2 separate regions of the Zea mays genome follow, and region 2 is linked to region 1. A link is a contact called in public Hi-C data. All regions are on one chromosome and are shown on one strand. Each heading gives the region's core, a stretch centred on a gene start, on an enhancer-like site or on the middle of the called end of the contact. The rest is flanking DNA. Distances are from core to core; before and after follow the strand shown. Region 1 has its middle 29 kb from the start of LOC103632797. Region 2 holds the start of LOC100273030 (histone H2B.1).

Region 1 (7,238 bases), core at 2,186-4,685:
TTCTACATAACCGGGATCGACTCACACTCATCGGAATTTAGATCTACGACACTAATTGATCGCGTGAAGAGGTGCGCGATTATCTAATCTTGGCTGTCACGTAAAGGATCAACGGTCCGCGCACCTTCTTCCCCCGGTAGCCCACCAGCACAGTGGACGGTGGCGCCGTGACGGCGAAACCCCGCCGGTGACAACAGACTACGCAAACCAGTACTCTAATCCCCTACCCGAACGAGGCTACACGATTATAAGAGTTAGGTGGACACGATCAACGACATACCGGAGGCGGATGCGACTTCGGAAGCGGTGTCCACGACGATGCGGATCCCGCAGCGGTGACGGCACTCCGGCGAGGAATTCGCCCGAGAATTCAGTCAGAACTCCGCCCGCAGACGGTGCTCGCGCCTTCCCCGATTGACGACGACTTCTCCACGGCCACATGCGGACTCAGTAGGTACGACCGAAGTCGACGTCCACAACCTCCCTACGCCGTCGGCCCGCTCACTCCCGATCAGCTCCCCACACGGTCGCGATTGCGCAGCGAAGATAGCGAAGATGGGAGAGGAGGAGACCCGGAACCCCCGTTACACCTTATAGGAATAGCACGATCTGTGATGGAGCAAGGGACTCCCGCGTCCACGTCGCACCTCCGCATGCGCGGTGTTTCTGTTGTGAGGGAGAGAGGAGGTTCCGCTGACCGCGATGGCCCACAGTCGGTGAGACGCCCAGGTAGTGCGCGCACAGAAGATGCACGCGATCGTGTGGGCCCGCAAACCAGTGAGAGGGTGGGGAGCGAGCGCGAGAGAGCGGCTGACCGGTGGGCCCTACGTGTCGGTGCCACTTGGTTAGCTGGGCTGTACAGAGAAGTGGTTAGGTGGGCCAGGCAAGGAATTGGGCCCAACACCAGTTTTCCTTTTCCTTCTTTTTCTTTTTCTTTTTTATTTTATTTTCTTTCTTTCCAAATTCAAAACTGCAATTCCAATTTAAAATCAAATTTTTGTGGCAAGTTTGTATTCACATTAAATGTTCAAGCTAAACATAGTATGGGATAAATTTATTTATTTATAAATTTATTTTTGTTTTGTATAGTATTTCTCTCTTTCCTTTTTCCTATGTTATTTCAAATTTCCTAATTTACAAATTAGATTAAATCCCCATTTTAGGCCTTAATATATAATTCTATTAATATTATTAGTATTAAATGCACAAACACATAAACTCCAGCATGATGCATAAATTATCTTTTGATATCCTTAGCTAATTATTCACTCTAAGTATGGTTATTCCCAAGTGATAATGAGTAGAAGACAAAACACCTGATGAGATCAACCTTTTTCTTATTATTTCTAAACTGGGTATTAGATGAGCCATTACAACAAAAACTAAAGGGTCTTTTAGATCAAAGAAGCATCGACATGCTTAATAAAAAGAAAGGTAAGTTGGATCTCAACCAAGTTAGGCCTTGTTCGGTTACATGGGATTGTCGGTTACATGGGATGAAATCCCATCATGGATTTAATCCAGTTATGGATTGAGTGAATCCATACCTCACACCCAATTCCATGGTGGGATTAAATCCATCAACTAATCCATGTGTCTATCAAAGCTACTAATTCTTTTGATCCATGGATTCTAATGTAAACGTGTGCAATATCTTTATGGATTTGTTCCATACCTAATGAGCTATGGATAGAATCCATGTCTTCCATAGTTTAAAAAATTTCCAAACTCTTGGGTTATATTCCATGATGGGTTTAACCGAATAAAAATAATTAAGTAGTCTTGGATTATTTTGGAGCATGGATTTTGGTATGGATTTAATTCCAATCAGAGCTGGATTGTTGTAAACGAACAAAGCCTTAGTTGTCGAGGCATCTCAAAAGAATTACTAATCTACATGGATCACAAAAATATCACACAAATTCCCATGCTGATGATGTAGTACTACGAACAAAGAAAATAGTCCCTGCAACATACTCTTGGTCTCTCTTGAACAAAGAAATCCTTCTTCGAACAATACCGATATGCTCCTCACATAACCCGGTTTTCAGTTCAAATTGTACAACCAATGTTAGCACTTTACTTGTCCAATGCATCTGAAATACGTTGTCAAGATCAGTGTTTGCGATAATCTGTTGTAGGTACTTATTTTCTCGATGATCCCAAAACCAGCATATCGTCTCTTGACAATTCCCCCCCAAACTGTTCTGCTTGCAAGATCATCCATTAAATGTTTGACTAAGTAGCCACCCACAACATTCACTGACAAAACATGGTTTTTACCCTCCATCTCAACCTTACCGCCCGTCTTCAAGAATAGCCGTATAAGCTGGAATTGCAGCGCGCAGGCTGAACATGTGCTCTTTCCTACGCGTACCAACCAAGGAATATTAACAAAAAATTAGAACCCATCACTCTATGGATGAACTACAAAACCAGACTCAACATTGGGATTAAGATGTGGAACTCACTCTACGAATGCGCGCTGTAATTTCCATCAAGCTGAGACCTGTGATCCCATTGCCGACCATTGTACCGCCTCCCATGCTGTGTCTGTGCCCTTCCCCACCCGCGCTGAAAGATGGGATCATCCCCCATCATCTTGTTGAAGCTGTTCATCTCCATCGCCGCTCACTTCTGATCCTGTCTGTTTTTGAGGGGATTTTGTGGTTGAAGTGCTAATCAGCCACCGCCGCCGCGCGCCAGCCATGTACCTAGGGTTATGTTGGCGTTTGGTGGTAGAAGAACGGAACAAGAATGGAAAGGGGCCACAGGAGAGACGAGGGGCCAACTCAGTCTTTTGGTTTTGGGGGCAAGCGATAGAAAAAAAATCAGAAGGGACGGGAAAGGACGAGGCGTGTGGTTTTCTGACTGCTCCTAGTGCCTGAAGTTGTTATACCGTGAATACTTGGATTACCGGTGTTGTTTGCCGAATTAGCTCTATTTTGTGGGGTTCTCCCTCGACGAAAGCGTAGTAAACAAAGAGTACGCCAAGTATCTCCGTGGGAGAACCGGAGGACCACACTGTCAGAGTCAAAGACGCTGGATTCGTGACGACCGTACCCGACGAGACCCGAGCGTAATGACTGGTCGACGCGACGCCTGGACGCGACCCTTCCTCGCCGCCTCCCGAGCGCGAGCGACGTGACTGCGGCTCGGCAGCGTGCACGGCGCAGGAGGCGCCGAGACACCACAGCCGTATTTCCGGGCAGGCGCGGCAGGCTGGGCGGCTGGCTGGTGTGGCTGGGCCACGGGACGCGGCTCTGGCACTGGCAGGCGGCAGCCGGGAAAGCCGCTGCCGCCCTGCCGTGCTCTGGCGGCCCGGCCGATTCCTCTGGACCTGCATGCCGGCAGGGGCAGCCTCAGCCTAGTCTGCCACACCAGGACAGGACAGGACACAGTGCCCTGGGCCATCAATGCGTAAAGGGATCCGATGTCCTGACGCCGTGCGCTCAGCTACGCTGTCCCTACTCTCTGCCACTGTATCGCTGCTGCTGTGCTGAGTGCCTGACCGATAGATTCGGTCCGGTCGGACCCAGCAGCAGCTGCGGCGGTCGAGAGGCTGGGGCTTGCTTGGCTTTCCGCCGCCGCGTGGCCGTTTCTGTCTCGTTCCTGTTGTCGTCCCGGTCGTCGTTCAGGCCGTCCGTGCACGTACGCCCGAGCCGACTCGTGTTGTTGCTCTGGTCTGTGTTAACAGAACGCCACCCCATTCATCATCATCGGCCAGGAGACGGAGATCCGATTCGATTCGATCGGCTCATGAGATCTTTGACGGCTTGCCTGCCTGGTGGCTAGTGCCTAGCTAGCTAGCTAGCTGCTCTGCTCGTCATTCCTGAGGCCTGTGGGCAATTGGCATCGCATCTTGCGTTGCTGCCGGGTGCAATGCATGCAGAGAGCTGTGAAGGCTGCAGCCGTGCATGATTCTGATTCGCCACGCGCGGCTGCGGCTGCGCCCACGCTACAGCTAGGACTGCAGGAGTACCCGTTCGTAGCTGCTTGAGCGGCGGAATCGATCATGGGAATATGGGATGGTCCAGGCCCAGGCCCAGCTGCCTCTCTCAGTCTCATGTGTCATGTGCTTGCTTCACCAGTTAGCGGCCTGCATCTGCGCCGATCGAGGATGTATTCAAGAGGCCTCGAAAGTAGAAACGCGCAGCTAGCGCTTTATCGTCGGAGGTTTTGGCACATACTACTACGTTCTTCAACTTCAGGTGGTGAAAGAAAGCGGCCGGGACGGACTACCAGCAGCTGCATCAGCTCACTCCGTCAAGTGCATCGTTGATTGGCTAGCTGTGGTCGTCGCTCACTCAACGTCTCGAATTCTTCAGACTAATCTTATTATGCATCGAGCGCTGAGACCTCATGGTTGTACCTGAAACAGAGGAAGAAATGATCTCGGGATCCACGCTTTTAGTTTTAAGCTCCAGTTTTAATTAGGCGTCGTCTTCTCCATGCACTTCTGTTCGGGCCTTCCTTGTTGACTCCGATCCAAGGATCTGGGTTGGGTTGTGCTCCTCATTCTTGTACGGATAGCAAACGCTCCTCATTCTTCCGTGAAGTCCACACGCTGCGTTGTACATCGCCCTTTTCTTGCTCGTTGAAGGGGAGAGCGGCACAAACATGTAGTAGTACCAAACAATAGGTCCGTGGGTCATGCTATAAAAAAGAATCACGGACCTATATAAAATATAAAAGCAGACCGTGCGGAAGCTCAAAAATATAAAAGCAGAACCTTCAGTTTTCATCACGCAGATAAATAGGGCAACGACTGCTATGCAAGCAGTTTTTCTGTGCAAACGTACAAGCAAACAATCTGATCCATTAGATCGTGATCCAACCTTAGGTCACATTTAACACTTAAACTCTTCCACCACCAGCTCAATAATCTTTATAAAAAAAAACTCATAACAAACCATGATTGTTTCTGTGGTTGGATCATAATCTAATGGATCAGATGGTTTGTTTGCACGCTTGTACAGAAGGATTGTTTGCATAACAGTCGTTGCCGATAAATAGACTCCCTTTTCTCCCCTACATTGTATACAAGTGATGGTTTGAAACTTGTTTGTTGGCTCTACATTCACACCTATATAACCAATATAACACACATTTTTATAGAAGCAGTAGAATGCACGGGCGCCTAGCTAATCTAGCGTTACAGATCATATCAAAGAAGTTCACTGGTTCATTGTGGTCGTCAACGTTCAGAATCATAAGGTAAGGGGATCTAGAAAAAATGTGTGTTATTCTAGATCCCCTTACCTTTATTGTGGTCGTCAACGCAATTATAGTTCACGGGTGCAAAAAAAAATTAAAAAAATCTGCCTAGGTGAATCGGTGACCGTCAATACGATGGAATGCCATGTGGATCGATCTTTGCAGGTCATTTGCCAACCCATCCAACCGCACGTCTCAGAAGAAGAAAGGCCATAAAAACCTTATCCAAAATTTGACATTATTATTTGCGTTATCTTTGATGCGGACCATTAGCTTTATCTTGGATCAATTGACAGCGTTTCAGCCCCCTGTCTCCTACTTAGACTGTTAAGAGTGGTACGATCACGACCTAGAACACGTCAGGGGGGATAGTGTAGACCGTATGGTATGGATAAGGGCCAGAAGAATCTTCCATGCCCTGCAACTTGAGATCTTTGTCCAAATCGTCCTTTCGTCGTCCATCAAATCAACTTGGCTACAGCCCGCAGACAGCAACTTAGGATCGCGATATGCTTGGTGATGCCGTTACTAATTTTTCCTGCCAATGTAACGCCGCGTCCAGAAGTGTGTTTGCCTCGATGTCCTCGGTTTAGTTGGAGTACAGGCTGCATAAACAAATCGACAAGGAACCATTCAAATGGTCACCCAAGCCGTCAAAGGGTGTGGCTGTCTTGCTCTAATATGCTCCTAGGAGTATTGTGATCACCATTTGGAGCCCAATGATACTGGAAGTTTTTTTTTCCCAAAAAAAATAGAGAATCGAATTGAGAACCTGCCGATTCTAATTAAAAGAAGAACGTATTCAGGGGTGTTTGAATGTACTGGACCTAATAGTTAGCGGCTAAAATTAGTTAAAAACACCCAAACACCGTACTTAATAGTTCAACTATTAGCTATTTTTAGTAAATTAGTTAATAGTTAGCTCGGTATTTGTTAGTTAGCTAATTCTACTAGCATTTTTTAGCCAACTAACTATTAGCTCTAGTATATTCAAACACCCCCTTAGACTATAATTATTGTTGTGGACAGACACCAGATACACAAAGTATGGAAAAGAGAGATTTAGAGAGAGCGAGGTGTAGACGAGCGACGTGTTGAATCGAGTCCCGACAGAGAACCATCATGCGAGAGAGGTTAGAGTACACTACGTCCTCTTATTACTCGTCGATTGATGTATACAAAAGCGAAACGGATCATAAGCTCACAATTAAACTGAGCATCACAACCTTCTAGATCCCCTTACCTTATGATTCTTATGGAAGTTCTAGCCTGTTGGTCTTAATTCACTTTTATGCATGACCTCTATATAGACCGAATCTAACTTTGAACTGAACCTTTTTGGAATCTACCTTGACCCGACTTTCGTAATCCCTTAAATGTTACTTTCCTCCTCCTTTTATAGAGCAAGGGAAGAGAGAGGTTATATCAGTTGGACCTTAGGTCTGACTGGCTAAGACCCAACTACTATGTTTTTTCCTGCTTACGAAGTCATACGTAGAGCCAATGCCTCCGGTCATATCATATTATTGGGAATGTTTTTGTATGACTGCCATACCTACTGTAGGGGCAGGTATATTCAGCAGTGGATAAGCCATTATGGCGCAGTATGGCAGCAACCATACTTAAATTTTTAAAATGCTCATACATTCCTTTGTAAATACATTCCTTTTAAGAATGCTCATACATTCCTTGGTGCAATGGTTAAACTTTAGCGCATGAGGCATCATGTTGCGTGTTCGATTCTTGGGTGCCCAATATTATCGCATTTTCTTGCTAACAAGCCCTGCATGTACCTTTTTCTTTTTCCCTACTATCTAACCATACCTTAGTTTTCCTTTGTCCTCTGCTACTAGGTATATTATGTCGCTTCCATAGATACCGGGGATCGTGACATTGGATATGACATAGTTGGTAGTTAGTGTAGCCTTCTGTACTTTGGTAATACTTTATGGTACTAATATGACCACGCATGACCACAGGGTCGATGCATTTACAAAATAGTAGCCTTGAGTACATCGCTA
Region 2 (7,728 bases), core at 196-2,695, 69 kb before region 1:
ATAATTGTTTTAAGGTATTCTAAACTTAGGTCTAGACCTTATTTTTCAAAACTGCGGTATTGTAAACTGCGGTATTGTTATGACTAAAGTATACTGTAGTATTTTAAAAACTGTGGTTTTCAAAAACTTTGTTCCCAAACATGGCCTTATCGGATTGAACAACCTCAAGCCTGTTCCGTTAGCAAGCCAGTTTTGTACTCAGATACCTGAATCTTGTAGTAACCTAAACAGCATAGTTTTTGTGCATTTTTGCTGCTGGATTGGAATCCATACCTCGTTCTCCGAAGAATCTAAGAATGTAGAAGGTGCCAGCAAACTGAAGAACAAGTTCTCGGATGCAATGCCTGATAACACTGGTAGCAGCCTAGAACAATAGTGGCACGCAACTTCTCAGGGGAAATCCCAACCGTTTTGAAAATTTTGAAACACTGCTGGCAACGCTAAAGCACAATTGAGTTAGCTATGTTTCTCTGAAACAGCATCTGGACGATCGGAGTTCTAGAGTAGCATTATAGCCATGTCCATGACATCATCATCAATAGGCCACAGATTCTCCTACATATTCAAGTTTCCAGTGCAAGTTGGTTACTACACTGTCTAGAAATTCGATCGACCATGTCAATTTCTAACTTTTTTAAGCATTAAAGATTTCATGTTTTCAATGCAACCAAAAAAATTCAAGTAACTAGCTTCTTTCAGAAAGTTGATGTAGATTTGCACATGTAATTGGCGGCTCACTGGCGGGCAACGAGTGATGTGGAACAGTGTTGTAGAAAGATCAGCACAATTCTTTAATTCAATTACACGCAGATCATCATCATCCATCGCTAGCAGTATCACATAAACTGAGCCACGCCTACCGCCGACGCCCACATGACCATTACAAGGATCCTAAGACGAGGTGAACTTCGTAACGGCCTTAGTGCCCTCGGAGACGGCGTGCTTGGCGAGCTCGCCGGGGAGGACGAGGCGCACCGAGGTCTGGATCTCGCGGGAGGTGATGGTGGGCTTCTTGTTGTAGCGCGCCAGCTTGGCGGACTCGGCCGCGAGCTTCTCGAAGATGTCGTTGATGAAGGAGTTCATGATGGACATGGCCTTGGACGAGATGCCGATGTCGGGGTGCACCTGCTTCAGCACCTTGAAGATGTAGATCTTGTAGGTCTCCACGGACTTCTTCGCCTTCTTTTTCCCCTTCTTGCCCTCGCCGCCCTCCTTGGACTTGCCCGCCGGGAGGCGCTTCTCGGCCTTGGGCTTCTTCCCCGCCGGAGCCTTCTCCACCTTCTCTGTCGCGGGCTCCTCCTCCGCGGGCTTCTTGGCCGCCGGCTTCTTCTCCGCCTTGGGTGCCATCTGTGCGGCGGCTGCGGGAGGTCGGGACTCGCGAGGGTGAGAGGCTGCGGCGAATTGCCTAGGTTGGTTTGAGAACGGAAGATTTCCTTGGCTGTGAGGAAGAAACGGAGAGGGTTGCGGTGTATTTGTAGAACGGAGCATCGGGCGCTGATTGGTGGAGCGGCATGTGCCGCGGATTGATGGCGTGGAGGGGCGAGATGCGTTGGAGCCATCCCAAAATGGACGGTGAGGATTGTTTTGCCGTGGATTACTGACGTGGTTGGAGTGGAGCCTCCATAGAGACGGAAGGAACTGGGAGCTCGGACGGTCTTTCTTTTGGCGGTTGATTTTGTGCAATTGAAACTTGAAAAAAACTGATGTAAAAGAGAGGGAAAATTTTTTAGTTTGTTTGTATATGATTTTTATTGCACTTGTATTTTGACACGAATACAGTTTCAACAAGAATACAGTTTCACATTAGATCCAACATAATACTTCCCGTGTTATGAAAAGACTATAATCATCATTTTCTAAGCGATCAAAAACAATTTCAAACTTAACCAAATCTAAAAATACTAAATTTTGCAATTAGATTAGTTATGAGATGTTTTTTGAAGCTATATATGTTGAAACCATTTTCTACAGATTTGACCACGCGTATGAACGTTTGACTTGGTAATCGGTTGGACTATGGAACCTTCATTGCAAGCAGTGTTCACCCTTGAAAGGAAGACATACAACCCATTACTGGGGCACTGGACCTAATTGTGTATACTGAAAGTCGTCTATAGACTATAGTGGGTGAATAGGCGAAACCTATAAATTATAGACTTTGAACACGAACTTCACCCGGGGTTACGATTAGAAAGAAAATTATAATGAATGTGGAGTGCGAAAAAGAGTTCTTGCTATGAGTTACTCAATTAATACATATGACTTTGAGAGCAAACTCAAAATATTGTGAGCAAGAGAACTTAGAGAGAGGGGAGGGCAAGAATCAAATCGAACGGTGATGATCAACACAAATGAACACATAATCCTCGTTGAGGAGACCACGGAGGCCGATTCTTTTTCAACTATTTCCCTCTCTCAATCGATCACTTAGAGCGATTGAGTGCTTCTTAATATCAAGGATCACTAAGACCCCACAAGGATCACCACACACTTAGTTGTCTCTTGCTAGCTTTACAAGTCACTTAGAGAGTTTAGAAGAAGATGAAGAAAGCACAATTAAAAAGCCAAGCAACAAGAGCACCAAATGAAAAACGAATCACACTCTCTCAAGTCACTAATCACTAATGATCACTTGTCCTAATTGTCGCACTTGAGGAGATTGGAAGCTTTGAACGTGTCTAGGAATTGATTTTTTGCTCTTGTATTGAATGTGTGAAAGTGGAAGGCTTAAATGTGATGAATGGAGGTGGTTGGGGGTATTTATAGACTCCAACTCTATTTATAGCCGTTGGACAGCAAGTAGCAGTTTTCTGTCGACAGGCGCACCAGACAGAGCAGTATTCATTGTCCGGTGCCTGCCACTTTAGCCGACCGTTGGAGTTTGTAGCAGTCGACCGTTGGATCCGACCACTACCCAGACTGTTCGATGCACACCGGACAGTCCGGTGCCCTAGCCACGTCAGCCGACCGTTGAGGTCCGCGGTAGTCGACCGTTGGATCCGACCGTTGCCAGACTGTCCGGTGCACACCGAACAATCTGGTGCCACAGCCCGAGAGCCCCCGTAGTGGGCCTCTCTGTGCAGGCTGCCCGGTGTCCCACCAGACAGTCCGGTGCATACCGGATATGTTATTGTACAATGTTCGGTGCATCACCAGCGCTGGTTGACTGCCATTTTCTTGGATTTCTTCGCTGATTCTTTTGGGCTTCTATTCTTCTTGAGTGTTGGACTTCTATGCTTTTTTATGTCTTTTCTTTCTGAGGTGTTGCATCCTCATGGCCTTAGTCCGATTATCTTCACATCCATTTTCTTGGATTTCTTCGCTGATTCTTTTGGGCTTCTATTCTTCTTGAGTGTTGGACTTCTATGCTTTTTTATGTCTTTTCTTTCTGAGGTGTTGCATCCTCATGGCCTTAGTCCAATTATCTTCACATCATGTGAACTACAAACATAAACACTAGCACACTCATTAGTCCGTAGGTTGTGTTGCTCATCAAACACCAAAATGCCTTTAGCCAAATGGCCTAGGGTCCATTTTTCTTGCATATGTATATGAACTTTATGCACCTGAGAAAAGATAAACTAGGCAAACTAGTTAGTCCATAAGCTTTGTGATGGTCGTCAAACACCAAAATCGATTATAGGAGATGGTTGAGTCCATTTCCCTTTCAATCTCCCCCTTTTTGGTGATTGATGCCAACACAAACCAAAGCAAATACAAAGTATATAAATGTAGCTAGTTTGCATTTTGACAATGTGCATAAGTTACTTTGAAATGAAAGCAGTTCTAAGTATATATGATTGTTTTGAAATAGTTAACATTTTGGACCACATTTGCACCACTTAGGCTGTTTTTGCAAATCTTTTAGAAAAGTCTTTTCAAATTCTTTTGCAATTAGCCAGTGGTATAAGAATATAATTTTCAAAGGCATTCTTATGTTTTGAAAGATTCTCCCCCTTTTTCAAATGCTTTTCCTTTGGCTTCAATGAGCTCCTACTCACCAGTCACCACTTGCTGGACACCTGGATCCTCTATGGCTTGCTCGTCTACTCGCAACAATATAAACAAGCACAGGATAGCAGAAATTAACATCACACCAAACAATAGAACATAATGCATGATAATATTCTACGCATTGTAACGAGATCATAGGAAAAAATCACTAAATTCGGAGTTACGGTTATCGAGTTACGATTTTCCGAAGTTATTAAGTGTTTGGTACAGGATAAATTAAGTAAACAATTTTAGTCTATGTTTCATGTCTAAACAAAGTTACTAAGTGATGAACAATATTAATACCAAATTATTGCAACTAGAATGGAGTAAAAAAGCTAAGATGAATTTTCTACGGATTAAACAATTTCTAGATTTAATTTTATACTAGAAAGTATTTTCTGTATTTACTTATTCAGTTTTCATTGACATCTGGACTGCGCACAGTAATACAGAATAGCTCGAGGTTGAACCCACAAAAGTTCCCAAACTCAGTTCATACCCGGGATGGACTGCGAGTTAGTTACTGCTTTTCTCGGGGTTTCTTTAGCAAATTCGCCACAGCGAAGCGTTATCGCGCAAAGCTCGTCGACCGATCCCAAACGGAGCGCCAGGATTAGACCGCCGAGGGAGGAAAAGCGGTACACAGCTCCGACCACCGAATCAGCGATCAACGATCCACGTTCTACATAACCGGGATCGACTCGCGCTCATCGGATTTAAGATCTACGACCCTAATTGATCGCGTGAAGGATCAATGGTCAGTGCGCCTTCTTCCCCCGATAGCCTGCCACCACAGTGGACGGTGGCGCCGCGGCGGCGAAAACCCCGCCGGTGACAGCAAACTACGCAAACTAGTACTCTAATCCCCTACCCAAACGAGGCTACACGATTATAGGAGTTAGGCGGACATGATCAACGACATACCGAAGGTGGATGCGACTTCGGAAGCGGTGCCCACAATGTTGCGGATCCCGCGGCGGTGATGGCACTCTGGCGAGGAATTCGCCCAAGAATTCAGTTAGAACTCCGCCCGCAGACGGTGCTCGCACCTTCCCCGATTGACGGCGACTCTCCACGGCCACACGCGGACTCCGTAGGTACGATTGCAGTCAACGTCCATGAAGTGTCCTGGTCCTCTGGGACTCAAATGTGATACAATTGCTAGTTCCAGGAGGCTAGTAAACACATTTATACATCAGATGATTACAGATCTACTTAAACAATACAAACCTACAAAGGTGGCGAACAACTTTAAGAGTTGGTCCACAACTCGGGACATATCATCAGAGTGAGGCTGAAGCAGCCCGATATACGCAGCGAAGCAATTCAGCGGTCCAACAACCACAGGCAAGGTTGGGAACAGTCGTAACTCTTACCCGATCTCCTTTTTCTGAAAAAAACAAATAAGCAAGGGTGAGTACAAACGTACTCAGCAGCCCACCTTCACCCGCGGAATGGGGAAATCAGATATAATGCATGGAATATCTGGAGCTCAGGATATTTTGCAGAAACAACAATATTTTATGCAAGGTTGTTTTGTAAAACATTTTGTACTTTGCAAAGCGCATCCTCTCCCAAAGAAGCAGGAAATTTTTCAATATAGAACAAAATCCCCTGGACTAAACCATCCAGGTATCTCAGCAGTTTCCCACTGGTTTTCATTTTCAAAAACAGCTACTAGACTTCCCGTCCACCATAGCTCACGGCTCAACCGCTGGACCTTTTAAAAACCATTTTTCTCAAACGCACCTTTTTTGAAAACAAAACATTAATTGCCATACCATACCAGACTCGTCCATTCCTGTGGACATGGACTATTCGAATAGGTTTTCAAACTCTGCGTAGAGGTGTACACTTTACCCACTAGTCCGGTTTCTGTGATCTCACCGTCATGAGACCCGAATGCTGATTCTCTTTCTTTCCTCGCACGTCCTAACCTTAACGGTTATACCGGAAGGAGTTAGGCCACCGCCATGTCCAAACCGGACAAAACATTCCCCCTCCTTATCCTCCCGGTGCTCCCCACCTTCATAACCCTGGGGTTGGACCGTACGAGTTCAGATCGAGTGACTGCCCACACAGCCTCGAGTGGTTGTACTTTTCATGAGTACATGTAGTGAAGGATGACAAACCGGTCCTTATATGAGAGGACAATCCTTCTGCTCACGCCTAAACCAGCTGAGCCATCACCTTAGGCCCTCCCCTAAACCAGGGAGTCCCTGATCATCCCTACTCAAAGGTGATAAGGGTGAAAACCCTTCATCATACACATTTTAAAAAGCATTTTCTTTTGAAAACTCACACCTTTCCTCAAATCATTTCTAACAAATATATAAGGGATTGATTGCGGCAAGCGGCTGGGTGGCCATAATAACTTGTCTCAAAATCGTATCATGCATAAAATAACAGGTTGAGGGTTGTTGTTGAAAAACATAGGTAATTTATGCATCAAAGGGATCCAGTGAGCTTGCCGTGCTTATCCAGCGAAGGGGAAGGAGAGCTCGCGGAACTGGCTTCTGGCTCCACCGCCTGGCGTAGACTTGCAGATCTGGCCTCCACGAGACGACACGAATGCTCCGATAACTATGCAACATGAACAAGCAAACATACAAACCAACAAGTATACCAACAAATATTTAGTATAGTGGTCAAAATAGCGATGTATGGATGGGTAGAGTCGTGAGTAGAATCTGTGTCATGTGGTGTTGAGATACTGCTGGTGGTGGAGCGAAGGTGCTTACCAGGAGGGTGGACTGGAGACGAAGCGACACTATGCGTGTAGCCGACAGAGCAGAGTAACTGAGTGGGTGGGGTGTTTGCCTTGGCTGAGGGTGTTGAGTGTGTGTGGAGAGGGAGAGGGTAGCTGGGTGTATTTATAGCTGGGTGTATGTGGTGTAGCACAGTGAAGTTCTTTGTTGGTGAGAATAGTGACGAATGAATCGTCTGACTTAATATGAACAGGAGAGTTTTAGGCAGAATATGGGACAAGAGTATTTTGGGAGTTTTATGGAATATGAACCATGCTTAAGGGATGACATGGTTGGATAGGGAATAGTTTGACAAGAATTTTAGAAACAAGAATGACTGAAATCTGAGTTTGGATGGAGGAGTTTTGGATTTTATAATCATAGGGAGAAAAAGAAAAAGGAAAGGAATATTCTTGGAATATTCTAGAATTTGAATATTTAGAGATATTTGGAAAATCAAAAATAGAAATGTATTTTTGAGCGGGGTGCGAGAAATTATTTTTGGGCTTTTCTTGGGCAGAGGTTTATGTTGGTGGAAACTGTTCCTACCTACTGTGTCACATCAGACAACAGTGAGGCGGGACCCAAATAGCTGGAATGATGTGGTATTCTGGTCCGAGTGGGCTGTGGTATCTTGGGCCAGGTTTTATAGGGTTGAAGACGTATCCATACAAACATGGTTTGCCTTTCTTTTTGGAAGTCTGGCTTGAAAGAATCCCGAAGTTAAGCGTGCTCAACTTGGAGAAATCTAGGATGGGTGACCAGATGGGAAGTTCCCTACTGCAATGAAAATCACAGTCACCGGAGTTCGTATGACTGGAATTTGGGTCTGACTGGTCTTAGGTGGACTGGACAACATGATAGATGAGTAGTTGAAATTTGGGGTGGTCGGATGATCGATAAATAGTAACAATGAATAGTAACGGTGAATAGTGATGGTGAATAGTGATCGTGAATAGTTCGTATGCGCGAACGATGAACGGTG

Evidence for each region. A called contact is a pair of places that touch in the nucleus more often than the background predicts.
Region 2: a Hi-C map of leaf shows a contact between it and region 1, with 4 times the contacts expected there. The contact joins the promoter of LOC100273030 here to the enhancer-like site in region 1.

What each region holds. Positions count from the first base shown.
Region 1 is chr7:125,037,223-125,044,460 of Zm-B73-REFERENCE-NAM-5.0, reverse strand. No RefSeq gene overlaps it. Among protein-coding and RNA genes, the nearest start is that of LOC103632797, 29 kb to the right of the region's middle. Within about 2 kb of position 3,435, at least 19 of the 20 cell types and tissues checked have an H3K27ac peak or open chromatin away from gene starts, as enhancers often do. A contact at or near this core is called in leaf, where this site is marked.
Region 2 is chr7:125,103,787-125,111,514 of Zm-B73-REFERENCE-NAM-5.0, reverse strand. It overlaps LOC100273030 (histone H2B.1), which reads right to left and starts at 1,445. Exons shown (of 1, transcript NM_001147479.2): 1 at 597-1,445. The coding sequence starts at 1,347. The coding sequence ends at 892.